Linked DNA regions of Sus scrofa: regions 2 and 3 are each linked to region 1. The links are chromatin contacts, called in public HiChIP or PLAC-seq maps. All regions are on one chromosome and are shown on one strand. Each heading gives the region's core, a stretch centred on a gene start, on an enhancer-like site or on the middle of the called end of the contact. The rest is flanking DNA. Distances are from core to core; before and after follow the strand shown. Region 1 has its middle 29 kb from the start of LNX1. Region 2 overlaps LNX1 (E3 ubiquitin-protein ligase LNX). Region 3 has its middle 140 kb from the start of CHIC2.

Evidence for each region. HiChIP or PLAC-seq counts read pairs in DNA pulled down with a chosen protein or histone mark.
Region 2: a contact with region 1 is called in an H3K27ac HiChIP or PLAC-seq map of skeletal muscle, with 9 times the contacts expected there. The contact joins two enhancer-like sites. A contact is called at or near these places in 1 of 47 Hi-C or Micro-C datasets (liver) and 1 of 2 datasets of contacts at active chromatin or transcription factors (skeletal muscle).
Region 3: a contact with region 1 is called in an H3K27ac HiChIP or PLAC-seq map of skeletal muscle, with 9 times the contacts expected there. The contact joins two enhancer-like sites. A contact is called at or near these places in 9 of 47 Hi-C or Micro-C datasets (embryonic fibroblasts, fetal heart ventricle, heart right ventricle and 3 more) and 1 of 2 datasets of contacts at active chromatin or transcription factors (skeletal muscle).

Annotation. Positions count from the first base shown.
Region 1 is chr8:40,500,422-40,503,590 of Sscrofa11.1, forward strand. No RefSeq gene overlaps it. Among named protein-coding and RNA genes, the nearest start is that of LNX1, 29 kb to the left of the region's middle. Within about 2 kb of position 1,555, at least 19 of the 83 cell types and tissues checked have an H3K27ac peak or open chromatin away from gene starts, as enhancers often do. A contact at or near this core is called in skeletal muscle, where this site is marked.
Region 2 is chr8:40,266,068-40,269,236 of Sscrofa11.1, forward strand. It overlaps LNX1 (E3 ubiquitin-protein ligase LNX), which reads right to left. Exons shown (of 15, transcript XM_021101221.1): 9 at 2,883-3,085; 10 at 1-157. Among named protein-coding and RNA genes, the nearest start is that of FIP1L1, 110 kb to the left of the region's middle. Within about 2 kb of position 1,599, at least 8 of the 83 cell types and tissues checked have an H3K27ac peak or open chromatin away from gene starts, as enhancers often do. A contact at or near this core is called in skeletal muscle, where this site is marked.
Region 3 is chr8:40,700,596-40,703,764 of Sscrofa11.1, forward strand. No RefSeq gene overlaps it. Among named protein-coding and RNA genes, the nearest start is that of CHIC2, 140 kb to the right of the region's middle. Within about 2 kb of position 1,751, at least 12 of the 83 cell types and tissues checked have an H3K27ac peak or open chromatin away from gene starts, as enhancers often do. A contact at or near this core is called in skeletal muscle, where this site is marked.

The sequences.
Region 1 (3,169 bases), core at 305-2,804:
CCCCTCCATAACCCAACCATGCTGGCACCCTATCTCAGACTTCTAGGCTCCAGAACTGTGAGAGATTGGTTCTCTGTTGTTTACACTGTGCAGTCTGTACTATTTTGTTATGGCAGCTACAGCGGACTAAGATGGGGAGATTGGGCATGAGCAAGGTACTGACCAGACAAAGGAAATTTTCAGTGAGTGAAGGAAATATTCTGTATCTTGATCTGACTAGCAGTTACGTGGGTAGATACAGAGCTAAACAGATTTTGCAAACTGTCCATTTAAGATGTGCATATTTTTATGGATGTACATTTTACTTAAACTTAAAAAAGTCTTTCTGGAGTTCCCATTGTGGCACAGTGGAAACAAAGCCAACTAGTGACCATGAGGTTGTGGGTTTGATCCCCGGCCTCACTCAGTGGGAGAGTTAAGGATCTGGTGCTGCCATGAGCTACGGTGTAGTTTGAAGATGAGGCTCGGATCCCTAGTTGCTGTGGCTCTGGCAGAGGCCGGCGGCTATAGCTCCAATTTGACCCCTAGCCTGGGAACCTCTATATGCTGCAGGTGCGGTCCCTAAAAAAGCAAATAAATAAATATATGTCTTTCTTACTCCTACCCTTCCCAATTGCTGTATTCAGGCTGCTGTAACAAAACACCTTAGACCTGGTGGCTAATAAACAACAGGCAGTTATTTCTCACAGTTCTGGAGGCTGGAAGTCTGAGATCATAGAATTAGTATAAATGTTCTGGGTTGCAGATCTCTTGAGTGGAATCCTCATGTGGTGAAGGGAGGGATCTCTCTGGAGTCCCTCTATCAGGGCACTAATCCCATTCACGAGCGCTTCACCCCCATGATGTCATCACCTTCCAAAGGCCCCACCTCCTAAATACCATCTCTTTGGGAGTCAGGATTTCCACATATGAATTTTAGAGGGACACAAACCTTTAGATCTCAGCACCAAGGGGATCTGTGTTTCAAAAAGATACGAAAATAGTCCTAGTGCTTTGGAGCAAGGCTGGTGGGAGGGAAATTGACATGTATTATTTATGTCTGATGGATTTATATGCATTTTTGCATGTAATAAATAACTGAGGGGATTATGCAACTTGCCCTAGATGGCGGCAGTACCAAATGGCAGAGCTGGATTTGGGCCCAGGCTGGGTTGCCCTGGGCCCTACCCCTTTCCCTCAGCACCAGCTCTGAGAGTGAACATGTTCAGCCAAGTTCATGTGCAGGAAGGATACCCTGAAGCATCTGAGGCTACAGAGTGGGCAGAAGCCTGGGGTCAGGAGGCCGACTATGGGGCATGGAGCCTGAGTCCCCCCACTTCCCCACCACCCCTCGGCCGAGGGACACCCAGCCTGCGCTACCCTGAAGAAAGGGAGCTGAGCAAGGGTGACAGGAAAGAGCAAGCAGTGCAGACCAGCAGCTCCAGGAGGGGAGCTGCACCACCCTCTGGGCAGCCGGGCCAAGAACAACAGGAAGCTCCTGCCACACCCCTGCTCGCTGCAGCCCTGGCCTGGAAACTGGGGTCATTTTTCTCCAAAGGGCCTTCTGCAGATGTTACATAAACAAAACCTCCATTGACTCCAGCCTGGGCCTGGCCTAAAATAGCTCACGGGCTGTCCCCCGACCCTGCAGTTTCTCTACCATCCCTCAAGATCCCCCGTGAGGGTGAGCTGCCTTCCCCATGACCTCATGTGCGGACTTCACCCTAAAGCATCCCCTAGAGGGTTCCCAGGGCAGCAAAAGGAGGGGTCCTTCTGTTTCCCCTGGCCAGCCTCCCCCAGTGCTCTAAGGTCATGGATGACGACTGGGCCAAGAACACATCTCTCTCCCCAGCGAGGCAGGAAGCAAGTTCCAAGAGACAGCTGGGTTGGGTGGCTGCACATTGGCCCGGTCTCTCTCTGTCTCTCTCTCCCGCCTTTGTAGGATGGAGTTTGAGTGAGATCCCAAGAGCAGTACTCCAGATAAGAGCGTGAGGTTTCTGACAGAGAAACGCAAATATAAGTAAGATAACTTATATGTGGAATGTAATTTAAAATGATACAAAAGAACTTATTTACAAAATAGAAAGAGACTCACAGGCTTTGAAATCAAATTTATGGTTACCAAAGGGAAAACATGAGGGGATTATAAATTATGAAGTTGGACTTAACATAGATACACTATTGTATATAAAATAGATAACTAACAAGGACCTGCTGTATAGCACAGGGAACTGCACTCAATCCTCTGTAATAACCTATATGGGAAAAGAATCTGAAGAGAGTGGATATATGTATATGTATGGCTGATTCACTTTGCTGTACACCCAAAACTAACATAATATTGTAAGTTAACTATCCTCCAGTACAATTAAAACAAACAAACAAACAAAAAAAAGAGCATGAGGTTTCCTTGCCAGGGTTTCCTTTTTTTTTTTTTTTTTTTTTTTTTTTCCAACAACATATGGGAGTTCCCAGGCTAGGGGTAGGATTGGAGCTACAGCTACCAGTCTACACCACAGCCACAGCAACACCAGATTGAGCGTGTCTGTGATCTACACCACAGCCCACGGCAACACCTGATCCTTAACCCAATAAGCGGAGCCAGGCATTGAACTGAGTCCTCATGGATACTCGTCGGGTTCATTACCACTGAGCCACTACGGGAACTCCTTCTTGTCAGGGATTCATCTTGAGCTTGCTTTAGTGACTGACCCCTCTGCTCCTAACTCTTTCTCTGAGCTCCTGTAAGCTCCCTGACCCTGTTTACTCTTCTTCCTTTTGCAGCAAACCCTTCCATCGGTGCACATCTGGGGATTCCCGGGGCTGTGACACAGCGTGGGGTCACCCTCAGCTTCACCACCCCAGCACAGGCCCCTGAGTACATATTACGATCTTGTCCCCCAGCCACCTGCGCTGGCCTAGAATCCTAACTCATAAAGAAAACAAAACGACATATGCGATTTTTAAAAGTATCTGTTAAATACTTAAGGTGTGCCTGATACTAGGCTAAGCATTTTATGCTCTTTTATTTTATTTCTGATTGAACAGTCCTACAAAACAGGCTCAGTGATCATCTCTAGATTACACCCAGCATAAACAGCAGTTTAGAAATATTATAGGACCTGTCAAAGATGTGGCAGAAGTGGAATATGGACACAAGCCTGTTGGGTTAGTCTTCATGTCTTACCCG
Region 2 (3,169 bases), core at 349-2,848, 230 kb before region 1:
TGTCATCCCGGGGCCCGTAGGTGTCCAGGGGCGGCGTGTCATTCCTACTCCGGAACTTCTGCTCCCGCAGCACTGTCAGGCGCAGCACATGGCACGGCTGCCGCAGGAGGCGCAGGGCGTAGCTGTGACGCACGTTGCTGATGTCCATCCCATTGACCTGCCGGAAGGGGCCCTCAGAATCTGGAGTGACCGAGCCATCAGCACCACCCCCTGCAACCCTGCCTAAAAGGCCAGCCCACAGATCACCAGGGCCCTTCCTGAAGGACCGCTCTGCTGTCACCTTAACCTCTGTCCAAACGTCCAGATAACCCCCATCATCCCACAGGGTTCCTAACTCCGTTTTCCTTGGGTGTTACCTGCACACCTTTTCAAATCTCTCAGTAGACACCATCTTTCTTCAGCCCTGTCCCTACACAGGCCCTCACATTTATTTATACAGTCCTAACTCTCATTTCTGGTGCTGGCTAAACTGACGTTTTCATCTAGAGGGGGCAAGAAAAAGGAAAAAGTGGGAAAAGGCAAAAGAAGGAAAGAAAAAGTCCCATTGACCTCCAATAATTATATTAAACTTGCTGTTCAATTCCAACTGAGTTGACATTTTTTTTTTCCAAATATCTCCAAAGGACTTTTTCCTCCCTGGGTCACGCGTACTGGAACTTCGCCACCCCGCTACTCTGTGTGTGTGTGTGTGTGTGTGTGTGTGTGTGTATTGGAGGGTGGATGTGTGTGTACATGAATACATTTGTATTGGCAAGTGTGTGAATGTGTATGAAAGGTCGTAATCTGTGTGTGTGTGTATGTGTGTGTGTGCGTGTGTGCACGCCCATGGGGGGGATGTGTGTGTACATGTATTGGCAAACGTGCAATGAGTGTGAAAAGGTGTGACTGTGTGCATGTGCCTGTGTGAAGTCTCAAAGTACTCGCCTCCAAGGTCTTTTGCTCATGTTCTCGACAGAAGAAAACAGCTCTGCGCTATTTCAAACACTGATGTGAATGGAAACTTCTAGACTCTTTTACTGAAAGTCTGGATCACACTCTCTTAAGCTACTTAAATGTCCGTCAGCTTGGCCCTCTCAGTTGTCCTTCACTAAGGACCTGCAGGGCTGATGCTGCGAGAGGCTTTCGGGTTTGAATTACTCCAAGCAGGCTCAGCCTGAGGGCTTCAGCTCCCAGTGGTGGTTGAGGCTTGGGGAGAAAATTTCCCAGCAGCACTGCACTCTGTGCTTACGGGAGGAGGCCCTACAGAAGAGAAACAACCTTCTTGGATTTCTGTGGTTTGGTAAGATTTCTTGTCCTTGCGGCCAACTGAGCCTTGGAGGGGGATTTTCATGGGCCATCCTGCTGCTGCATCTCCAGGGCTGGAGGGAGGCTCCCGTGCGCACAGACAAAGCTCCCCCCTTTGTCCAGGCACAGGTGAGCTCTCCTCCCCTTCCTCCTGTGTCTGGCTTGTTTCCCCCCTCACACTCAGACCACGAGAAAATCAGGGTCGCCTGCAAAACCGTCCTGGCTGCTCTTTTGCCGGCAAGCGCCAGTGGAAGGCCATAGGGATCACGATGTTTTCATTATGCGAGCCTCCCCCACAGCAGAGTTTCCATAGAACTGGGAGGAAGCCATGCAGAGTGTCGCTGCTTGAACGCTGACGGTCCCTTGTGGTGAATGGGCCCTGCCTCGAACTCCACCTCGGAGGCCAGCGGGACTATCAGTGTTTCTCCAACGACCACTTGAAATTCTTTCTCCTCTTAGTCCAAAGAATAAGAATTGCTTTGCCAGAGGAACAGCTCATGCTGTGTCAGGAGCTGGCCCCTCAGTAACCCTGAAGGGATGGATGAAACTGTCATCTGAGTATCAGACAGGAAATATATGACCAAGTGAGGGGGATTTCTTATCACTCTTGGCACACATTGGACTTCTGTCTGATAAACAGCTCTTCCTCTATCCTTTCTCTTCTTCTGAAAATTCCTCCTTCACATCCTCCCCTCCACCAAGTCTCAGGGAATAGTAAGGCGTTCTGTTCCCCCCTCCACCTGTCTCCTCTGGAAGGTCTGTGGGTTGGCAGGGATCGCTTGGGGTCTTGGGTTTTTTTTGTGTTTTTTTTTTGTTTTGTTTTGTTTTCATAAAGAGACATCAAGTTATAGGAAATTTATTTTAGAAGGGTGTGTGAATGTGAGGGATTAGATAAAATGCAAAATGTTCCATTAATATGCCCTAAAAAATTTTTTTTTGTCTTTTTCGGGCTGTACCCATGGCACATGGAGCTGTAGCCGCCAGCTTATGCCACAGCCACAGCAATATCAGATCCGAGCCATATCTGCAACCGACATCACAGCTCATGGCCACACCAGATCCTTGACCCACTGAGTGAGGCCAGGATTTGAACCCACGTCCTCGTGGATCCTGGTCGGGTTTGTTTCCTCTGAGCCATGATGCGAACTCCCCTAAAAACAACTGAAGAAGATCTATGCTCCAGTTTTATATTGTTTTATGTTGTTGCTACTTAAAGTAGGAGGAAGTGGTGGGGGGAAGAGGAGGAGGAGGAGACGAAGGAAGAGATAAGGAGGGGGAGGAGAGATAAGGGAGGGGAGACAGGAGAAGGGAGATGGAGGAAGACAGACAAAATGATACAGAGACAGTACTTATACAGAGAGAGAAGGAGAGAGCAAAAGAACAAGAAGGACAGAAGGGCAAAGACTGATCTCAAATCACAAATCTTGTAAGAAGAGTCATATAACATAATAACTATGGAAAGTGACGGTTCCACATTTAATGAGTGTGTTACCCATCCATCCATTCAACCATCCATTCAACCATCCGTCCGTCCATCCATCCATCCATCTTCTCTAAAGTGACTTTTATTAAGAAGGCTCCAAAGCCATGGTCTCTACCTTTAGGATGATGTCTCCTGGCAGTAGCCGGCCGTCTCTGGCAATCACCCCATCACGATAAATGTGCTGGATAATGATATGGACCAGGGGGGTTTCGCTGCCTCCCACCAGCCTAATGGAGAGGTTTTCATTGGGATCCACGCGATTGATCTTGATGCTGGTAATTTCACCATCTGGAATCAGGTGATACAACCTTGGAAAGACTAAAATGGACAGAGACAGTGTTTATTTAAGACACCCACCCAACGGACATTTCCAGCCACTCTTCTCCTTGCCAAGCTTTGGTT
Region 3 (3,169 bases), core at 501-3,000, 200 kb after region 1:
CCACCCAGCTGAGAAGTCCCCGCTTGTAATCTGGCTGATTCTAGACACCTGGGCATAGGCCAATGCAAATGCTTCCTCAAAGGCTTTTAGCAGAAAGAAAAACAACTAAACAGATCTGTTTCCTGACTTTGTGCTTTGATGGATATTTTCTGAGTCTTGAACATACTTTACCCCTGATAATTTAGAGATCTACTGTTGGTGAGAGGATACCATGGATAAGAAGAGTCCTGATGTTCCTTTTGTAAGGATAACACCCCTGGCTTGATGAGACAGGACTTGGCAAGAGCATCTTTGCAGGGCTTTTCAAAGAGTTATGGGATTAGGGAAGGTTCCCTGGGACCCATTCCCTACTGCTCCATTCGTGCTGATAATGACTTGATCTCATCATTTTTTCCAAATGACCTGACACAGCACAAGTTCCCTTCGGAGCAGAATGGAGCTGAAGGTCTGTCTCCAGAACTGTCCTGGGAAAGGAAGGACCCAAAGCTGCAGGAACTCGGGCTAAAATTTAAGAACAGAGTGATTCAGTTTGCAGACCACAAACTTGATTTCCTAGAATTTGAAGCCCCAATGAAGTCTCCCCTTTCCCATCAGAACACATCTTTCCTAGGCGCCTTGATGCCTGATTGCATACACAGCAGGTGCACGGACACAGAAGATGATTAATTGATGCACAGAAGCCTCAACAATATGACGTTTAAAGCTTTCAAACCAAATGAAGTGAATTTTTTTTTTCTTTTTAGGGCTGCAAGTGTGGCATATGGAAGTTCCCAGGCTAGGGGTCTAATTGGAGCTGCAGCTGTGCTACAGCCACAGCCACAGCCACAGCAATGCCAGATCCAAGCCTCATCTGTGACCTACACCACAGCTCATGGCAACACCAGATCCTTAACTCACTGAGCGAGGCCAGGGATTGAACCCACACCCTCATGGATACCAGTCGGGTTCTTAACTCACTGAAACACAAGAACTCCCCAAATGAAGTAATTTGCATTCAGGCACAGAGCCAAGAGGGCTCTAACCTGTCCTCATAAGCTCAGGGCCCCCCAGCACCTCTTCTTCCCTCCCCCCGATCTGTGTACCCCGAAGCCCCTCCAAACATAGGCTCACAAGAAAGAAGTCACTACAAATCGTGATTCAGGTCAACCACTCAAAGAGGGCATATAAATTTTTAATTTCCACATAGGCCTTTTAAAAATGTATAAGTCATTCCAAAAACAGAAAGGCCCTTCCCTGCCAGCACTGCTTTGGTCAGTTCAAGTGCTCTGGCAATTTATTCTGTCCACAAAGTCTCTTCCTTCCTATCTCCCAAGACAGTTACAAGAGCTTCATAACCGAATTATTTGAGAAGTTCTCAAGCTACTCAGACGAAACCATCTCTCCCAAGCAAAGGGTTACCCAGTGGGTAGGGAACCTTGGTCCGTTCCTGCTGACACATTGCTTTCTGCCCGGGTTTTATCTTTTGCTCCCTAGTAATCCAAACGGAGCAGAGAAACTGCCAACAACAGATCCTCTTTTCTGCCTTACACCCGCATTTGAGGGGCAGCACGGAACAACCATCATTAAATGGTTTGGGGTGCAAAGCGGTGGCCCTGGGTAAGCTAAACTGTTTGGGACACCAAAATAAAGATGTCCCAGGTTGCTAAAACAGGGTCACACAGGGAACAATTAAAACGGAATTACACACCAAGGTTGACTGAGCCTTACGCACATTCATCCGGAAGAAGCGGCACAAACCCTGGGCGGACGAAAGAGGGCAGTGTTCGCTGCGTCTTTCATTCCAGCTCTTGGCTCTTATCGAAATGCAACTGAGCCAAGAGAAAACTATGCCCAGCATTTCATAACACAGGAAGTGGGGAAGTAGATTAGATATTAGGCTCTGCAGTCACCACAAAATAAGCAGTGCGTTTGTAAAAGTCACTCTTTTCCCCGCGCTGTGAAAGCCTGACCCATGGAGAAATTAGGGGTTCTTTTTTTTTTTTCCTTTTAAATTAAGATGGACTAAACCTCTCAAAGAAAATAAAGGAAGGTGTCATCTTTTTCAAACTCTAACGACGCACAAAGGCTCATTGAGTTCACACCCTTCCTCGTGCAGATGGAGACCAGGTCTGTAGGTTTATCAGTTGCTTCTCTTTGTGCTCAGATTGTATTATCAGCATATGGGGAAAGGGACTCAGATTTTCCTCTCAGGCCAGACTTAGAGAATTTTCAGTCATTTCAAAATAAGATCCACATGCGCCCTGCACATTCAAAAATTAGGTCCTGGCAAGGTTATCCTGTCTCCTGCCTGGGATGTCACCATATTGGGTGGGGCTAGATGCACATTTAGGAGAGGAGTTTCCATGAACGTGTCATTTTACCCAATAAAGGATTACAACCTGAGCATTCAAAAATGCACATCTGGGGAGTTCCCGTTGTGGCTCAGCGGGTTACAAGCCCAACTAGTATCTATGAGGACACAGGTTCCATCCCTGGCTTCACTGAGCGGGTTAAGGATCCGGCGTTGCCTCGAGATGCAGGGTAGGTTGCAGGTGTGGCTTGGATCCCGTGTTGCTGTGGCTGTGGTGTAGGCCGGCTGCTGCAGCTTCGATTCACCCACTAACCTGGGAGCTTCCATAGGCTGCAGGTGCAGCCATAAAAAGCAAACAACAAACAAAGAAACAAAGCACATTTTCCCAACATATCAAGCTATTTTTAACTATATATATATTTTTAACTATATATATAGGTATGTCTGTATGTATATACACATACATATACTGTCTTCTTTTGACAGGGGAGTATTTGTTAATTCCAGATTGATCCCCACATTTTGTTCATATTTTTGAGCTCCTGACATGTGTAAGGTTGTGTGTTGGACACACAAAGGTGAAAAGGACACTCTTCTAGCTTTTCAAAGACTAAGCATCCAGTAAGAAGAAGCAGACAAGGCCGTAAGTAACCATGATACAAGGCAGAATTGAATTCACCAGGAAGAAAAATACAAACAAATGGCAAAAGGAGAGGGTGTATTCATTTGGAGCAGAGGGCCAAAGGGAAACATCATAAAAGAAAAAGCCTTTGCACTGAGCCCTGAAGAGCAGGCAGGTTTCCAAAGGCAGATGGATGGTGGATGCTCAGACAAGAGGATGCCAGGCATCCTCTGAGCTAAGGCAAGGATGCAGAAGAG